Linked DNA regions of Mus musculus: all the other regions are linked to region 1. Evidence: chromatin contacts called from public HiChIP or PLAC-seq data. All regions are on one chromosome and are shown on one strand. Each heading gives the region's core, a stretch centred on a gene start, on an enhancer-like site or on the middle of the called end of the contact. The rest is flanking DNA. Distances are from core to core; before and after follow the strand shown.

Region 1 (4,472 bases), core at 948-3,447:
GGGAAACTTTTGTGGATGATGATGAGCGGCTAAGGTCAGCATTGAGTTTACTCATTTTGAGATCCCTCTGAGGCACATTTGAAGATGTCAGGCAAACCAGAGCAGACATTGTATGTGGGGCTTTAGATCAAGGTCTGGGCTGGAGATTCAAGCTTAGGAATTGTTGACACGTTCACATAAGCCATAGGAATTCCCCCTTTCACAACCCCCAGGTGAGCCTGTGTGTGTGTGTGTGTGTGTGTGTGTGTGTGTGTGTGTGTGTGTGTGTGTGTGTGTGTAGGGCACTTACTCACAAGGAACCAGAATCCTAGCTGAACTCCATTCAAGTCCCCAGAAGTTCTTGCCATCTGCAAGGGCCCCATATCTTCCAGCTTAAAATAAAGTTTACCTTATAGGCCTGCTACAATGTAGACATTGGGGGTGAGGGGTAGGGATGTGGGGGGGGGGTAGGGATGAGAGGTGGGGGGATGGTGGGTGGGGGGAGAGTATCCTTTGCATATATTTATTCAAAACAAAGAATCATGACTGCTAAATCTTTGTAATGCTGCTCATGTTTATGTTGAAAAAAAAAAACCAACAACCCAGCATATTAAAAAGTATGATAAAAGAAAGGGAGAGAATCACTCCACACTTCACATGCTGGGTCAGTTCTCATTCCAGCCTTGTCTGTGTGGTTAATGGCTTTGTGCAGCCTTTGACCTCCTTCCGTTACTCCAGGGCTTCTGTGACAACATGAGATGTCAGTGGGAGCCTGCTTTGAACTCAGACACAAACAACCCTCAACCAATGGGGTTGGAAGCTGGCAGAAAAACACATCTCCCCCTTGATCATGGGGAAGGAGGAAACACTGTGAGAACCCTTATTTATTTCCTCAGGAGAAAGGGCCCCTGGCAAGGCTCAAATTCTATTGTGTGTGAATAGACTTTCTCTCCCTTCCAGGTTTCACAGTCTGGGGTCTCTAGAATGAGTTAAGTTCCCATCCATCATCATCTTTGCTTCAGATCATTTTACTCCAGGAATGTATGTCAAACCTTCATCCCAGAAACAGTCATCTTCAATATAAACATGAATCCGATATCGTCCTATGGTGGGGGTGGGGGTGGGGCAGAAACACACTTATAGAATAAGGTAATTTATGCAGCCTTGAATCCTGAGGAGTGTGCAGGGCTGAGGCTAGGCTGAGATAGCTGTGCTATGTGCAGTGACGGAGGTACCCATTCTCACTCATGTGAGAGTCAGCCTGTGCTGTTCCACACTGTTACTGCCATAAGCGATCCAGTGCGGTCCCCTGGTGTGTTCCTAAAAGCTTGTTCCAGACAGGACCCGTGCTTGCCAGGTAGAGATCTCTGGGTTAGGGCATATTCTTCCTTGTACCACTAGTCTGGGTGAGGGACTATGGTAGAGGCTGTAGGCTATGGTGATGGAAGAGCTGGGCTCACATTCATCTACTACTTATTAGGTGTGTAGCAACCTCAGGACCTCTGTCAACAATGAAGCCATGGAGGATAGCAACAAAGCAGAGCCTGTGGTTGGAGGGAAGCCTGCTCCACTGGGCTGGTTGGAGCCTTTTCTCATGACTTGGGTATTCCAGAGATTCTAGCACAATGAACATTGCTTCTGTCGTGGGTAATATGAAAAAATCTGTATAGAAAATTAGAATAGAACCACTATAGAACCAGTAAGCCTTTGGTTGAATAAATAACACTTAAGGCTCCTCTCTGCCCAGGGAGGGTCTTGTGCTGAGCTGTAGAGGATAGTAGTTGGAGGTTTGGCTGTGCCTGGTTTTGCTGGTAGAGGTTCTGTGAGGATAGTGAGCTGGCAAGTCTGTCCTTCATTTGGGGATTTGGTTGCTGAACTTGAAGGTTATAGAAGTAGTGATGTGGAGGTGAAGTAATGAATGGGGTATGGATGCCCCAAGTGAGGAGTGATGGAGGCAGATCCTGGATCCAGTGAAAAGATGCTGGTGGACCATAGAAGGTACGGGTCAGGAGAATAAATCTGAGGTTTGTAGCAGGGCCTCTGGGGTAGAGGCTGCTCCCAGGTCCTCCCCTTTATGACATGGCTTGTAAAATTGGGGCAGACGTCCACTTCTTAGTGCGTGAGCCTTCTTTTTACTCCCTTCCAAAGACCCCAGTGTTCTTAGGCAGGACTGCATTCTGCAGGCACAGTAGCTTCAACAGTGTCTCATTTCCCCAAGAAACAGTGTAAGCTGGGCACGAGGCCAAGTTTCTCCTCTCCACTGCTGCTAAAGCAGCTCCTTACTATTCATGACTTTACCGTGGTCGACGTCTGTCAGTCATGGGGTTGGAGTTATGTAAAGAAGTGTTGGCCAGGGCTACTGGCTGCTACCACACAGAAAAACCTACTTGTTAAAATTTTTTTTAAAAACTCTTCCTTTTTGTGTATCATATTGAAGAAAGCATAATTTGTAACTTTTGTTTCCCCTTCTCCCTCACTCCTACACAATTGCATGGCCCTAACCGCCATTATCCATGGAACCTTTCTCACCACATTCCCTCTCAGAGACCACAATGGGACTCTTTCTGGAAGTGCTCATTCTATACCACTGCCCATGTTTCTGCAGCACTGGACACCTCTGTCCATGTTTTTGAAGCTCTGGGCATCACTGGGTGCGCTTCTCAGCTTTCTCTTTTGCCTTCGATATTGGTGTCACTTCCTGTGTCTCCTCCATGTTTCTGACATCTCTGGTGTCCCATTCCTCTGCAGACGCTGTGTTGCTTTACTTCTCACCTTGTCTCCTCATTGTACCCTAAGTCCTGAGTTTTTTGGCCCTTCTATATTTCTCCCACAATCTACAAGTGATTGACACTTGCTCTATACCTACAATCCATCTCTTTTTCCTGAAAATGCAGACCTATATATTTAACTGGCTATAGAATTCAAGAATTCCTTCGAACTGAAAGTAGCTACAAAAGGCCCATCTTTTCCTAGAAAGCCAGATCGACTTCAATGGTTTCCTTTCCCAGATGCGTGTTAGTCCTGTGTGCTCAGCTGTGGGAGTCTTGGGCATCATTCCTGGCACCTTCCTTTGGGCATCCTTCGAATGCAGCCGATAACAAATCCCTGTTCTTTTCTGCCCTCTTCACACATCTCCTGCTCATTGTCTCCTCTCTATAAGCCTGTGATGGGTCTCCTTGGCTCCAGCTTTACCATATTCAATATTTTCTTCAAGCTCTTAACAGCATGCTCTTCATAAGCACAGATCTGATCCTTTCACTCTGTGGGCTATCCAAATTCAGCCCCACAATTTACCTTCTGCCTGTCTTGTCAACCCCAGTTTCATCAGAGATTTCCTTACAACACTGGGTTAGTGAGAGAATAGACACACAAGAGAAACCGTCGTTAATTCACCACTAAGCACACCAGGTGTAGAGTTGCTCAAGATTTCAGTTTCAAAGACTTGGTAAACCTGTGGGATGTGTGGAAGACACTTTTAAAATTAAAAGAAAATGTATTCTTTGTGACTCTGAAGGGAAGAAGCAGGCAATTTCAGCTGGTAGGTTCTAATTCAATGTAACAGTTTCTCCCAGTGAGAACTGACCACAGACTTGGATCTCCCTGAAGTAGCGAGCGCCCCCCCACCCCCCTTCTTAGGCGACCTCAGAACAGTTGTTGAATGGCTATGCAGGCAGGTTGAGAAAAGAGCCATACAGGCATTCTCTGAATTGTTAGGCTTCTATGAGAAGAAGGAGAAGAAGCTGAGGTTTTTTTTTTTTTCTTTTTTCTTTTCTTTTTGTCTTCGTCTTTCAAGTGTCTGGCTTTGTGCCAGGAGACTATATATACTAATTTTTGTTCTGACAATTACTCCAAGAGAGACTGCCGTTTTGAGATCCATTTTATTGAACAATCTAAAGCTCAGAGAGGTGAGGTAACTTCCCGAGGCCACTAGGAAGGTAAGCGATGGAGCTGGACTCAGATTCACTCTGGCGTGGTTCTAGCCAGTTCCTGTCTCAGTTCTGTCTCTAGCCAGTTGCTGTCCATCTGACTTAGAACCTTCTCACAAGGACAGATTCTGAGACCTCATTTAAGATCTACTGGATTAGAAATTCTCGGCATGGGGCCGACCGTCTATACTTACGACAACTTCCCTCAGAGATTGTGATGTCCACTACAGTGTGAAACTTACAGTCAAAAACAGCTTTCCATTTTGATAATGTACATGGGTAACATATTAGGAGGAATGCTTCCTTCAAGGTTTTGGAGACACTGAGAGGGGACCTGCTCTCAGTATCTATGACATCAACATCCAATCTACTGCCTTCTTCCTGGGAGGTCTAGGTATCTAGCAGCCCCCCCGGGAGATTACAGTCTTGCAGATTTGATTAGGCCATTTGAAACTGATGCTCAAAGAAGACTTTCTTGTACCTTCTTCATGTATTGTTTTCGAAAGGAGCAACGTACATCCGGACAAAAGAAAAACCAAAGCACTCAACACAGATTTGTGGCCAGTT
Region 2 (4,472 bases), core at 615-3,114, 670 kb after region 1:
TACTGGCCATTCTGCCTACCTTAGTCAATGAGTTCCAGATTCCATGAGAGAACTTGTCTCAAAAAAAAACAAAAGCAAAACCAAAGAAAGACAAGTTGGAAAGCAATCAAGAAATACTTGACTTTAACTTCTGGTCTCCACACACGTGCACAGCCATACACATGAGCATGTGCATATACTGCATGCATACACATGCAGCAACATACATACACATGCAGCTTGGCTCACACAACCAGAGGCTGAACGGCCCCACCGTGGTAGTCTGCAGTATGGAGAGTTAAGTAACCATTATCTTTTCAGTCCCAGAAACTGAAAGGCTCCAGACAAGAAGAAGCAATAATATAGCCTGGGTCCAAGGCTGAAGACCTGTAAGCACCCTGGAAAGTTGCTACCAGAAGTCCACATTGAAATCCTGAAGAGCTGGGGGTGAGAGAGATGGCCCAGGGGGCTAAGGGCATTAGCTACTCTTTAGAGGACCTGATTCAATTCCCAGCACCCACATGGTGATCCAGAAACACTTGTAACTCCAGTTCCAGGGGATCTGGCTCCCTCTTCTGGCTTTCTGTGGGCACCAGGCATGCATGTGGTAGGTAGACATACATGCAGGAAAAACACTTGCACCCATAAAATAGTAAAACAATCATAAAGCTTGAACACAAACAAACAAAAAAACTGATGAATCTGGAATCTAGTGTCCATTGGCGGCGGCAGAAAAATGCATCCATTCGAGAATGAGTCTTGTCTGTGGCAAGCCTCCCCCTTTTCCCACTTTGTGCTCCATCAAGGACCCCAGTTATTTGCAAACACTCCCAACATTCAAGGTGATAGTGTCCATCTATCAGTTCTGTACTCCACATCCCTGGAAACACCCTCACAGACACATTCTGTTGTCTTGCCAGTTTCCCAGGTGTCTCTCAATCCAACCTAGCTGACAACCAAGGTTAAGCATCTCAGAGGGGTACCCGGAAGCTTCTCTAACTGTCAAATGCACTGAGTTGCTCAGAACTTCACATCCTGAGTTAGTAAGATGTGGGCAAGGCACCCGCCACTAAGCCTGATGACCAGAGTTTGACCGCTGGGACCCATCGCTGGGTGGATACTGGCTCCTGCATGTTGCTCTCTGACTTCCACCCACACGTCATGGCATGAACACACAAAAATAAAAATAAGACACTCATTTGTCTCTGTCATAAGGGGGCAGCCGCTCTAAGAACAGAGCCCAGGTAGCAGCTCATCCCGTGACATCACTGTTCAGTGGTTAAGAACCCTGTTCTCAGGTGTCACAGCATCTCAGTCCTCTTGAGACAGAGTGGTCAATTCACACAGGCACTCCGACTTTTTATTATTGCTAACTTTCATCTCAGTGCTTACATTTCCTGGGCTCCTCAAGTCTGGAAATGAGAGCTCTCTGCGGTTTAAGTTTAAGGCTTCCTGGCAGAAGACGAAGCGGGGATCTTTGGGCTCGGTGGCAATTTTAAAAAGAAGTTTAATTGAAGTCTGAGATGTTGCATAAATGGAAGATATAAGTTTTAATTGAAAAATAATTATAACCACTTAATCATTTTTAAATGAGGGCTGTAATTGCAGTCAGTGCACAATGGCCACATACAGACACCGAGATCCCCTCAATAAAGCAGGGATGGTACAGCTTGATTTGCTAATAGCGCTTCCACTTCTCCTCCCTTTTGTCTCAAAGATTAATTCAGGCAAGGGCTATTAGTGCTGTTAATTGGTTCTGCAATTTAGACCTTGTGTCTGTGAATGAATGACTGATGCAGTCGCTCAGCCAATAAATGGGAGCACTTCGTCAATGCTCCCCATTGTCCAGCAGGGCATCATCCTGGCTGCCCAGCCTCCCTCCCACCAGCCACTGGGGACAAAAGGCCCCTTGCTTCTTCTAGGTCACAGCTTCAGAAGGACCTGTGGTAGGTCAACACGATGCCTTTGAAATGAATCTGACTCATTAGATCTAATGGATATTCAGTTAGCGTTCTTCCCTGCTTACCAGATTTGGGGATGAGGGGTGCTTGTGAATCCTCCTCTCGTTTTATTATGAGGCTATAAAAGAAGAAGAGGTCCAGCTATTATGAAGCTTGGCAAAAGAAAGCACCAACTGTGACATTAGTGAGAAGACAAATGTACCCTCAGATCTCGGGGAGGGGGGGAACCATCCTTTAGTTCTTGCAGTGCCTTCTTGGCATCGGCATCACACCCAGGGAGGCTTTGGAGACTTATCAGGCCCAGTGGGATAGCACATGGATCATATTTCCCTCAAGGATTTGGAAGATAAGTGCGGTGCTGAAGCATCACCAAAGACCGTCCTGATTGAAGACCATAGTCACCAGCTGTCATTAGCAAAGCCATGCTGAATTTCACTGCTCAGGGAAGGGGGCTCCCCATAAGAAAGCCCCTCCTCTGCAACTACAGAACCCTTACAACTGTGCCACAGGCGTTCAGGTGAAGCTTTCCTGAGCTTAGCAGTCAACTGCTTGCTGGCCATTTTAGCTCCCGGGAGCAGTCTTAAGCCAGGAAAAGCCAAAGACAATAGGGTTTGCCATGCTCCAAACCAAGGGAGGGAGGTGAGAAGGAAAAGGCCCTCTGAGGCCAGTTGATCCTGAACTTGGAAGCATGAACAGTCCGTGAGTGTTTTGCAGACTGTACATCGGGGCTGCACATTTCGGGTTTTGCCCGTGAGGCTAGAGGTCTGTATTCTGTTTGGTTCCCATTCGCAAAATGACCCTTCACTTCAAAACAAGTGCTTAAAAATCTCTTCTATCCCAACAACAACAACAACAACAAAATGACACCGTGAGGAAGCTCCACCAGTCAGATGAGAGGAAAAGCCACAGAATAAAGAAGCCGTTTCCAGAAGAGCAAATCACTGAGCACAAGCTTCCAGCCACAAGCTTCGATGCAAGAGAAAATAACTATGTTTAGTAAATAAAGACAATGGTTACTTTGAGACTCAGTTTATCAGTGAAGGAACCTGGAGTCTGATGGGTTTTTTTTCTTGAAGACTGAAGAAGATAGAGAAGTGTCAGAGAGGCATTGCCTGTGGAGAATTAAAAGGCAATAATCATAATCACTTAAGCTCTGGTTTCTATTGTCTTTGTGCGACCTTTCCATTGCTGACATTGATAGAAATTCCTCCCTAAAGCATTTTTGTGGTTTTAACATCTAAATAATTTTTTATAATACATATGTAAGTTTCAGGTTGGCATGTTTTTACTATTTCTCTTTGAATAAGCGCTTTCTATTGAGAAGTTAATTAAGAATATTCCCCGTTGGCCCCAAGGCACACAGACATACCTGGACATATTTGTTTCAGGTGTATATTCTGAAGGGTCTGGATCACATGGGTTTGCTTTAGGCACAGTTGAACATGTCTGGCTGCCTAGAGGACTGCGTGCTCCCATCTGTCAGCCAGAGACGGGGAAGCCCAGTAACAATGTTATTGTTAAGTGAGGATGTTACTACATTCCTGCCATTTTAGGAAACCACAGGAAGACTTTCTTCTGTTTAAAATGGAAACAGAATGCAGACATTGCTGTTAATAGTTTGCTTTAGAAAAAATATATATATTGGGGTCAGAGTGTTATTAGACGCGTTCTCACGACCGGCCAGGAAAGACGCAACAGACCAGAATCTTCTGCGGCAAAGCTTTATTGCTTACATCTTCAGGAGCCAGAGTGCAAGAAGCAAGAGCGAGAGAAAACGAAACCCCGTCCCTTTTTTAGGAGAGTTATATTTCGCCTAGGACGTGTCACTCCCTGATTGGCTGCAGCCCATCGGCCGAGTTGACGTCACGGGGAAGGCAGAGCACATGGAGTGGAGAACCACCCTCGGCATATGCGCAGATTATTTGTTTACCACTTAGAACACAGCTGTCAGCGCCATCTTGTAACGGCGAATGTGGGCGCGGCTCCCAACATCTCCCCCTTTCCTTTTAATAAGAGCAAATAGGCCACCCATATTAATGAGAGTGGAGATAGAGGTCAAATCCCCAGTGTGTAGGTAAAGGAGCCATGTACAGGATTAGCTCTTAGGCTCACAGGCTTTTACCCAGAGCAACCCTGACCTGCTCCCGTGTCGTTTTGCCTGGGGGAAGGGAACTAGGACACTGAACCTTCATGAAAGATGACATGTCTCCCTAGAATAGGCTCATATATGCCGCAGAGCCTTTCCATTGCAGTGCTTAGCCGTGCAACTCTCTCGGGCTGCTGAAGCACACTCACTCTATCCCGTGCAATGAGTCTAGCCTCGTGAGATGTAAGAGCTGAGTGGCCAGCGACCTATTGCCTAAGCATAGATAACCATATATCAGGGGGAGCTCCATGTTCTAGTCCTGCAAGCGCCTGGGCAATAACCACCTTGTCTCTCCTAGTTTGGGCCTTAAGCTTACAGACCAATCAAAGAAGCAACACTAATCCACAGCAAAGTGTATCTCCAAATAATATTAATCCCACCCATTT
Region 3 (4,472 bases), core at 842-3,341, 620 kb after region 1:
TTTACACACAGACGAGGAAAGGTCCACTGGGAGCACAGACATCCACAGAAGAACACCTATGGCTACCTCCCATAACAAAAGAGGTGTGGTTGAAATAATGGTTTGAATGCCAGTCTATGGTTTTGGTGAAATAGGAACAAGCTAAAGTCCCCCCTCCCCCACCCCCTCCCCCACCCCCCACCCCCCCACCCCCCAGCTTCCAACACCCAGCTAATTTATGCCTCTGGTTCTGACTGTTCATCTGACTGACTGTTGTTGTTGTTGTTGTTGTTGTTGTTGTTGTTTAATATCCTCTTATATTGTCTCTATCATCTTTGTTGCTTGATTTGTGGTTCATCTACGATTGCTAGATGTTTTTTCCTTGGATTTTTTTAAGTCCTTGAGGTTGGTTGCTCTAACAGAATAAACACTTAGCTTGTGTTTGTTGAACAGAAGACGAGTTCAAACGCAAAATGCTTTTAAAATGCGGTGCTTTGAAAGGGAGCTAATTTTGTAAAGCTCCCTCTGCACATTTTAAGAAATAAATTAAGGCCTCCCTGTTCGCTATGATCCCCACCTCGGAATAACCTAGAACCCATTTCTTTCTTAGAATTTTATGCAAACCTTCGGGTAGCCCAGGGCATTCCCATAAAATTTGCCTGCCAACTTGATGTGAGATTCTTCCTACAGAGGCAGAAAACATAAAGACCCAGAATAAAAAGACTACAAAATCATCAAGCAATGCCATTGCAGTTGATTGGGTAGATTCAGACAACAGAAATTTACTTACTCCTCTACGGAAAAAAAGAATGAAGTACGATTTGTGCTGGACTGTGGTGAAACTTAAAAACATCGTGCTAAGTTAGCCGAAGTCAGCCACTGGAAGCCCTCTGTGGTTTTATTTAAATGCAACATCAGAATTTGTAAATATACACAGGCCAAAAACAAACTGGCAGTTGCCTTGAACTGGGACCATAGCTAAAGAGTACACGGTTTCTTTTACTGAGATGATGAAACGATTCTAAAACTTTACTGTAAATTGTTAAAACTTTATACACGCACTAAATCACTAAATGATATGTTTATAACGAATGAACGGCATGGCGCAAACGGAAATACAACTGTTCCAAAAAAAAAAAAAAAGCTTTATTTATGTTAAATGCCACTCTAATTTCATTAACTGAATCTGTTTCTTTGATTAATTTTACTCCTCACCTAAGCTCTGCCAGAAAAAGCAAAACCTTGGGTCCCACTCCAGTAGTTCTGTTTTGGTTTTGAGACAGGAGCTACCCATCCCCCACCCCCATCTCCACCGCCCCCTTCTCCAAGGGCAACCTTCTGAAAGAAACACCGCCTCTCGTTTACTCCAAAGGAGTCTTTTCATATCAATCCGGAAAGCGGGGCAGCAAGGTCTTTTAGGGCACGCGAGGACCCACGGAAGGGTCAGATTTTTCAGAGCCACAGTGGAAAAGTTCTCCGGGTAAACAGATACCTGACGGACCAGAGAAAGCAGCTGAGAGACCAAAGCAGCCAACAGGCGGTTAACAGCCAGCCATTCCCACAGCTGTGGCCTTCCTGTTGCTCATACATTTGACAATAAAGACTTTCTTTCTCGTGGTGTCAGTTAAAACACGGCTAACAAAGTAATTGCTGCTACTGTGTTTACCTTTATTTGGTCCTAGACTACAAAAGGACATCGGAGTTTCCTATCATAGTACAGCTCTTGGGCTTGTTTCTGATGAATCACCCTCGGCCCGTGCCTGTTTGTTTTTATTAATACAGCTCACATTTCTGTAATCCTATAGACTTCCCTGGAGCACTCTGTTAAATGGTCTTAACGATCGAGCCAAAGGCTTCCCTGGTCCTCCTTGGACAAGAGCTTTCAAGGCGGCGAGGTGGCTGGATTCAAGCAATGCGAGCGATAAAGGTTTGGAGCTGGGAGGGCGGCATGCGGAAGTGATGCATAATTCATCAGGCAAATTAATCTAGTCTCCTTTCCTATGCCCATTGCAATTATGGGGAACACGCAGCCAGAGGCTTCCTCTCCCTCCCTCCTCCCCTTCCATGACATTGTTAACTCCCTGAGAAGCTCTGGGACAGATTCTAGTCACTGGCTGCTCCTGCACCACGCGCTGAACAGAGCAGAGCAGTCGGTCCCTGGGAACGTGCCCCTCTGTTCCTCAGCTTAGAGGAGGTTTTCTGTGATGGGTGGGGGGCTGAGGGAAGCACTCGCAGTGGGGTTGGTGTGCAGCAGAGCAGAGAGTGGGGACAATTAGTTTTCTTCATGCTTGGCTGAGCCTTAGTGTAGGGCTGGACCAGCTTAGGGGGTGAGGCAGATCACAGATAATAGAAGCTTCATTTCCAACTGACCCTTCAAGCGTTCTGCCAGGCCCGAGAAGGAGGAACAATGCCGACCTCCTCAAGAAATGCTGGCCCCGAATGCCAGGTGAAGGCACCAACGGAATAACGAGGGAAAAACAAAGGCGATAGACAAGGCTTTGCCTTGAAATGGTTTCTATAGTCCCCACTGAAAGAAAAAGAGAAAGCTCTATTGAGGATGGAAAATGAAGTTTGCTAGTGAAACATGTATCTCTAACAATAAGCAGGACACACACGCACACGCACACGCACACACTCGGAGCATTATGTGGACAACTCCCTTCTGACCCAAGGATGTGCCTCTGAAAGGGGAAAAAAAATGACTTCTTCCTGTGTTAAGTAGAAGAGCCATCATTCCATGGCTGTCTGGCTACACCAGGGCCACCAAAATGATCTTATGCTGTTAATGAAATCAGGTGAATGCTGGCATAAGTAGAGGAAGCAAATAAAAAGACTGCACTGGAGAGGGGGTCGGAGCACTGACATCTGTGCTCTTGGTCCCTATTACTGCTGAGCGATAAACTACCTCAAAACTTAGGAGCCGAAAGCATTTGATTGTACTTCATGGTTTGTTTGGTTTTTATTTTTAATTTCATGCAGGGGTCATGTGTGTGACCTACTTGCTTTGTATGGTAAACCAATATCATTGTTTTTAATATCCAAATTATGAAGACCCCCAAGATGGTTTTGTCTGTTTCTCTTATACCTAGGAAAGGATGGCTAGAAAACTGGGCTCATCCAGGACTGTCAACCTGGTTACCTACGTGCAGTTTTATCAAAAGGGCAACACAGCCTCCAATGAGTGCACATTCAAGTAGATTGAAGGTGGTGGCCTGAGCATCATACCTGCTATATTGTATTAGTAAAAGCAGTCATGGAGCCTTCCAGGGGACAGAGATTTCGCCTGTCAGTGGGCAGACTGCTAAGAAAACGTAGTGTGTAATCCACCATGTATTTCTTTATTATGGGAATAGAAAGGGAAAAAAATCGGGTTACAACGGCCCCTGGTACTGTGGTACCTAGGAATGTTAAATGAAGCAAAGAGAACGACCCTTACATTCACTGCTTAACAATCCAAGGGAAGTTTCTAGAAAGGGGGGTTCTAAGTAAGACTCAGAGGACACACAGAAGGTGCACAGAGGCAAAGAACCAATGCCAAATCGGCTCCCCAGATGTCAAACTTGGAAATTTTCCCCCTTTTCTACACATGCCCTCAGCTCACAGATCTTTCCTCTATTTGATACCTTAAGACTTTCAGCACCTTTCAATGGCTGCAGTCCAAATGCATGTATTTGTTCAGAGAATGGGTAAACAAATGGATCAAACTCGACTTGCCAAGGGCAGAAATATATTCCAACTGCTAGTCATCAAGAACTAAGTAGTATATAAAAGTCTAGACATCAGACATATTGTTTATATGTTTTTCTTCGCTTAATTTTTTTTTGTACTGGGTACAAGCTATATCCATGCTAAACAATTATGTCGTCACTGAGCTGCCTCTCCATCCCAATATCATTCACTGGAAGGAATTTCGTACCAGGATGGCTTGTCCTTTGCTGCATTGTGTGTCTGCCCATTCATCCTTGCCTGGGTGTTTTTCTTTGGGCTTCGTGGGATGGTTTTCTCTCCCCTCTCTGTGTCTTTGTACTTTGAGGACAGCGTTCAATATCCCCATGTTTACAAGCGGCTTGGTGTCATGGGAACCCTGGGTGTCTCTAGTGTTCTACTCTGAGGACAGAGCAACCAGGGAGCGGCTAACAGCAGAGCTGGGAATTCACCTCTTTTGTTAGTGCTTTGCATCTGCCAAATGCCAATTCAGACTTCCATCAACACGCATATTTAAAAGGATGCATGTTAGGGAAATTTGTTATCCGCACAATTTCAATGAGAGCCAATTCTATTAACTCCCCAAAGCCCACGCATTGTGGCTAGGCTTTCAGGAACAAACCTTGAATAAACTTTTCAGTGATTTCACAACACTTCCATTGTAGCTGTTCCATTATGAAACAGATGAACATTTCTTGAACAATTAGACGGGGTTGTATAGAATAAAGAGTGAGGTTTGCCTGAGATCATGGAAACCTATCTGCTTAGGTGATTCATTTTCTTCCAAC
Region 4 (4,472 bases), core at 536-3,035, 580 kb after region 1:
AAATATTGGGAGGGGGGAATCCAACATTCTTAGCTGTCAGGGAAATAAAACTGATTTCAGATTCCATCTTATCATGGTCAGAACGTCTCTCATCAAAAAAATCAAATGATAGGCCCAGCGGTTAGAAGCACTGACCACTCTTTCAGAGGGATTCAGATTCGACTACCAGAACCAACATGGTAGTTCACAAGTATCTGTTATTCTAGTTCCAGGGGATCCAGTGTCCTCTTCTGGCCTCTGCAGGCCCAAGGTAAATACATGGCACACAGAGACACATGCAGACCAAGAAAAAAAATACATACACAATTTTTAAAAATTAATTAAATGCCATTGAGTGTTGGTGAGAATATGAGGGAACAGGAAACCTTATGCATAGCTGCCGGGAAGATAAGTTGGTTCACTCTCTTTGAAAGTTAAAACTACCTTGTGACTCAGCGATGCTATTTCCAGCCCAACTCTCCACTTCCCACTATAACTAAGAAACAGAACCAGCCTAGATACCCATCGGCAGATGAACAGATAAAGAAAATGTGGCACACGCACACGATGCCGTCTTACTCAGTCATGAAGAAAAATGAAATTCTAGCATTTGCAGGGATGGCATCTGAACCGAATGAAGCTCTTTATGCTAAATGAAGGAAGAGTGTCATATGTAGACTCGAGACGTAGAGGAGTGTGTTCGTGGGTGGAGAGGCATGGGGAGGATGTAACATTAAGGGAGGAATGGGGAGAAGAAAGTAGCGGAATACACACGAAGTGAAAGCATGGCAGGGACCGTGTGGGAGGAAGCAGGCAGTGGCCTGATGAGCCTGGGAAGGAGGAGAGAAGGCAGTGGAGGAGGTGATGGACATGGGCAAAAATAAAATGGCGAAATAAAATGTAAACAACACGATGGAGCCATTGCTTTGGATAGCTTAAAATAAATAAATAAATAAAATAAACTACTTGCTAAAGAACAATCGAGTTGTTGAAGCTCAATAAAGCCCAGTGACATACCTTTTAGTGGAAGGGCCTGGGACAACTGCTGGAGAGATTGAGGGGGATGCCGTGCGTTGTTTTCAGCCACTCTTGTGCACCCCTTAAAGTGCTTGGTGGAAACTTGGCCCAGCAGTGCATTTGATTCCTAGGCAGAAATGAAAGAACAAAGAACTGCTGGGACTAGACTGGGATGGAAATGTATGACTCAATCATTCATTCACTCATTCATTCATTCATTCATTTACTTCAAGCCTTCTATGTGGGGTACACTATGCCTGGGGCTCCTCTTAACTCCCAGGAACACCTGCACCACCCCTTCCTGCCACCTTTGGATGGATGTGCTGTCACGGCTTAGATTCATTTCTCTCCTCTTGAAGACCTATCATCCTTGCACACTACGGGCCCAGTTTAATCTTGGCTTAAAAATAAGATCATTCTTTCCCCCATTTATGGAGGGGATTCTCCACAGGGTAGAGGTGGTGCTGCTGGGTGGGCTGAGGTAGAGAGACTGCCTGAGACGGCTTTTCTCCCCTCTGCAAACTCTGAGAGTCCCACTTGGACTCCAGAGTCCCATTGAGAGCACGGCAGCAATGTTGATGTGCAATTCTAATGCCGATTTTAGCAGCCTAAGTGCTTTTTAATGCATAGCATTACAGCAAGTGGGCCCTATTCTCTCAGTCTCTGAATAGCTGTCTGGAGGGGCGTAATTCCCAGCTCGGCCTCCAAGCACAGTTATTTACAAGCCCGGTTGCACGCTCACGTCAAGTGTGGTGAGAGCCAGAATGGAGATGGGCTGAGTTTAAAGCAATTTGGCAAGTCTTTATTCCCTGCATAATCATGCTGGCGCCTCAGCCACCCCCACCTGAGTGTCTGTCCATATATGGTAAAGCAAGTCTGAAAATTTGGGGAGACCAGCTGCAGAAGAAATAATTCTGCACCTCCCCCCTTCCATCTGGCTCTGAAATTGCCCCCCTGGCCTCTTAGCTGTGCCTTGCTACTCTGCCCAAATTAAGATTCTCAGCCCAAATCTGCTATCTATATCAGTCAGTCACTCCATTCCTTAATCCATCCATTCATCCATCCATCCATCCATCCATCCATCCATCCATCCTTCCATCTGTCTATCCAAACATCTCATCCTAAAATTCGGTGAGTCTTTAAAAGTAAACTTTCTGTTCTATTCCTGCCCAGTCCTTCCCAGTACAACATTGGTTCAACAACTAAGTCAGATCTCAAAACTACTATTCTGAGCTGGACATGGAGGTGTGTATCTATCATCCCAACGGTTGAGAGGCAGAGGCAAGGAACCACAAGTTCAATGTCAATGTAGGCTGGTCCAGTTGACCCTTATCCTAAAATGTACACACAACAAACAAACCAACTCCTCTGTCAATGACTTACGATCAAATTTAAATTAAAATCCAATTCCTTATAAAACACTGTGTAGGGCTTGGTTTCAGCTTCTCAGCTTCCTCTCCTGTATTTATTATAATGTAGGCACATTGGCCTCCTCCTGGCTGGTTTTCAGATAACCAGGAGCTTTGACCTAGCCCAGGACACTTTTAACTCTAGTAACTCTTCTATTAACTCTTCGCCTCCCACAACTTTGCTTAAATCTAAACTCAAGCTTTATTTCTTTCAAGATGCCATTGCTGTAAGACTCTCTTCTTCCTCTTATCTACTCTCAAACTCATTATCTTTTATGATGGCACATGGGACGTCTCAGGAGTGCTCACTGGGTGAACCTTCTTAAGTGTTAATGGGTCTGCACGCTTCTCTCTCTGGTGTTTCTTATTGCAACTGCAGCGTCCAAGGCTGCTGTCTTGGTCATCTTGTGATCCATGAAGTTGGAATATCGTGGATATTTATTTCCTTTTCATTTTTGTCCTTACCTATTTTGTTTATTTCCAATCCAATGTATACAATATCCCACATGGAAAATGTCAGTTATCCTCTAAGCCAGTGGTTCTCAACCTGGGGGCCAAGACCCCTTTGGGGGTGGATTATCTATTAAATACCCTACATACAAGATATTTATACTATGATTTGTAACACTAGCAAATTACAGTTATGAAATGACAGCAAAATCATTTAATGTTTGGGGTCACCACACACACTGTGAGGAACTGTGTTAAAGGGTCACAGCCTTAGGAAGGGTGAGAACCTCTGCTCTAAGGTATGCAGTTGAAAACCTAAAGCAAAGCAGCAACTTTGCCCGGGCTCCCCCTCCTGGCTTTACCTCTCCTTTGTTAGCCCATTAGCTTGGGATTTACCCCCAAATACTTCTAAATACATCTGCATCACTAATTTATACTATTTCAGTTTGCAGAATTATTTGTTGGCTTTCCTCTACAGATACACACAAAAAAAAGTGAAAATGTACTGGACTTTGTCTATGAGAGATGGTTTGGGGGTCTCTTTTCTACTTCCCAGCCAATCATATGAATGTTACCTTCCCGCCCTGAGACTTCCACTCAAGCTAATCTTCATTTTGGTTGAACTAATATTCCATTTTCAAACTTTTTATTGGTTATTTTATTTATTTGCATTTTAGATGTTGTCCCCCTTCCCGTCTCCTCTCTGCAGACCCCTCATTCCATCCCCCTCCTCTTAGCTTCTGTGAGGGTGCTCCCCCACTCACCCACCCACCCACTCCTACCTCACTATCCTAGCATTCTCCTCCACAGGACCAAGGGCCTCTCCTCCCATTGATGCCCGACAAGGCCATCGTCTGCTACATATGCAGACGGAGCCATTGGTCCCTCCCTCTATACCATATTCTTTGGTTGGTGGTTTAGTCCCTTGGAACTCTGGGGGGGAAGGGGGCCTGGTTGGTTGATATTGTTGTTCTTCTTATGGGGTTGCAATCCCCTTCAGTTCTTTCATTCCTTCCCCTAACTCTTCCATTGGGATCCCCAGGCTCAGTCCAATGGTTGGCTGTGAGTATCTACATCTATATTAGTCATGTGCTGGCAGAGTCTCACACGGAACAGCTATACCAGGCTCTGTCAACAAGTGCTTCTTGGCATCAGCAATAATGTGGGGGTTTGGTGTCTGCAGATGGGATGGATCCCTAGGTGGGGTGATCTCTGAATGGTCTTTCTTTCACTCTCTGTTCTGTCCCAGAAGGACCTGGGAGGGAGAGAGGATGGGGAGTGGGGGGAAAAGGGGACAGGATTAGGTATGGGAAGAGACATAAGAGAAGTACAAAGGGTCAGGAAAATGAATAGAAATATGTAGCAGTCAGAGGTAGAGAACTGGGGGTAGCCACTAGAAAGTCCCAGGATCCAGGGAAATGAGAGGTTCCCAGGGCCCAATGGGGATGGCATTAGCTGAAATACCCAACAAAGGGGAGACAGAACGTGTAGAGACAACCTCCAGTAGATAGGCATGCCTCCCAGTTGAGGGATTGGGCCACCCACCCATCTCAAAAAATTTAACCCATTTTTAAATTATTATAACTACTTAAATACAATTACAGCTCAACCATGTGG

Evidence for each region. HiChIP or PLAC-seq counts read pairs in DNA pulled down with a chosen protein or histone mark.
Region 2: a contact with region 1 is called in an H3K4me3 HiChIP or PLAC-seq map of embryonic basal ganglia, with 8 times the contacts expected there. The contact joins two enhancer-like sites. A contact is called at or near these places in 5 of 39 promoter capture datasets (cranial neural crest, frontonasal cranial neural crest, maxillary cranial neural crest and 2 more), 3 of 484 Hi-C or Micro-C datasets (Sertoli cells, nephron progenitors and palatal mesenchyme) and 6 of 115 datasets of contacts at active chromatin or transcription factors (embryonic basal ganglia, embryonic stem cells, oligodendrocyte precursor cells and 1 more).
Region 3: an H3K4me3 HiChIP or PLAC-seq map of embryonic basal ganglia shows a contact between it and region 1, with 5 times the contacts expected there. The contact joins two enhancer-like sites. A contact is called at or near these places in 5 of 115 datasets of contacts at active chromatin or transcription factors (embryonic basal ganglia, embryonic forebrain, embryonic hindbrain and 2 more).
Region 4: an H3K4me3 HiChIP or PLAC-seq map of embryonic basal ganglia shows a contact between it and region 1, with 8 times the contacts expected there. The contact joins two enhancer-like sites. A contact is called at or near these places in 1 of 39 promoter capture datasets (embryonic stem cells), 6 of 15 datasets of contacts at CTCF or cohesin (embryonic stem cells, hippocampal excitatory neurons, large pre-B cells and 2 more), 52 of 484 Hi-C or Micro-C datasets (the 63-12 cell line, the AML12 cell line, B cells and 29 more) and 5 of 115 datasets of contacts at active chromatin or transcription factors (Th17 cells, embryonic basal ganglia, forebrain and 2 more).

The regions. Positions count from the first base shown.
Region 1 is chr9:100,413,251-100,417,722 of GRCm38.p6, reverse strand. No RefSeq gene overlaps it. Among named protein-coding and RNA genes, the nearest start is that of Gm34397, 7.8 kb to the right of the region's middle. Within about 2 kb of position 2,197, at least 20 of the 459 cell types and tissues checked have an H3K27ac peak or open chromatin away from gene starts, as enhancers often do. A contact at or near this core is called in embryonic basal ganglia and neural stem cells, where this site is marked.
Region 2 is chr9:99,742,028-99,746,499 of GRCm38.p6, reverse strand. No RefSeq gene overlaps it. Among named protein-coding and RNA genes, the nearest start is that of Gm23949, 6.3 kb to the left of the region's middle. Within about 2 kb of position 1,864, at least 24 of the 459 cell types and tissues checked have an H3K27ac peak or open chromatin away from gene starts, as enhancers often do. A contact at or near this core is called in embryonic basal ganglia and neural stem cells, where this site is marked.
Region 3 is chr9:99,797,235-99,801,706 of GRCm38.p6, reverse strand. No RefSeq gene overlaps it. Among named protein-coding and RNA genes, the nearest start is that of Gm23949, 49 kb to the right of the region's middle. Within about 2 kb of position 2,091, at least 72 of the 459 cell types and tissues checked have an H3K27ac peak or open chromatin away from gene starts, as enhancers often do. A contact at or near this core is called in embryonic basal ganglia, where this site is marked.
Region 4 is chr9:99,833,049-99,837,520 of GRCm38.p6, reverse strand. It overlaps the pseudogene Gm518. Among named protein-coding and RNA genes, the nearest start is that of Sox14, 41 kb to the left of the region's middle. Within about 2 kb of position 1,785, at least 6 of the 459 cell types and tissues checked have an H3K27ac peak or open chromatin away from gene starts, as enhancers often do. A contact at or near this core is called in embryonic basal ganglia, where this site is marked.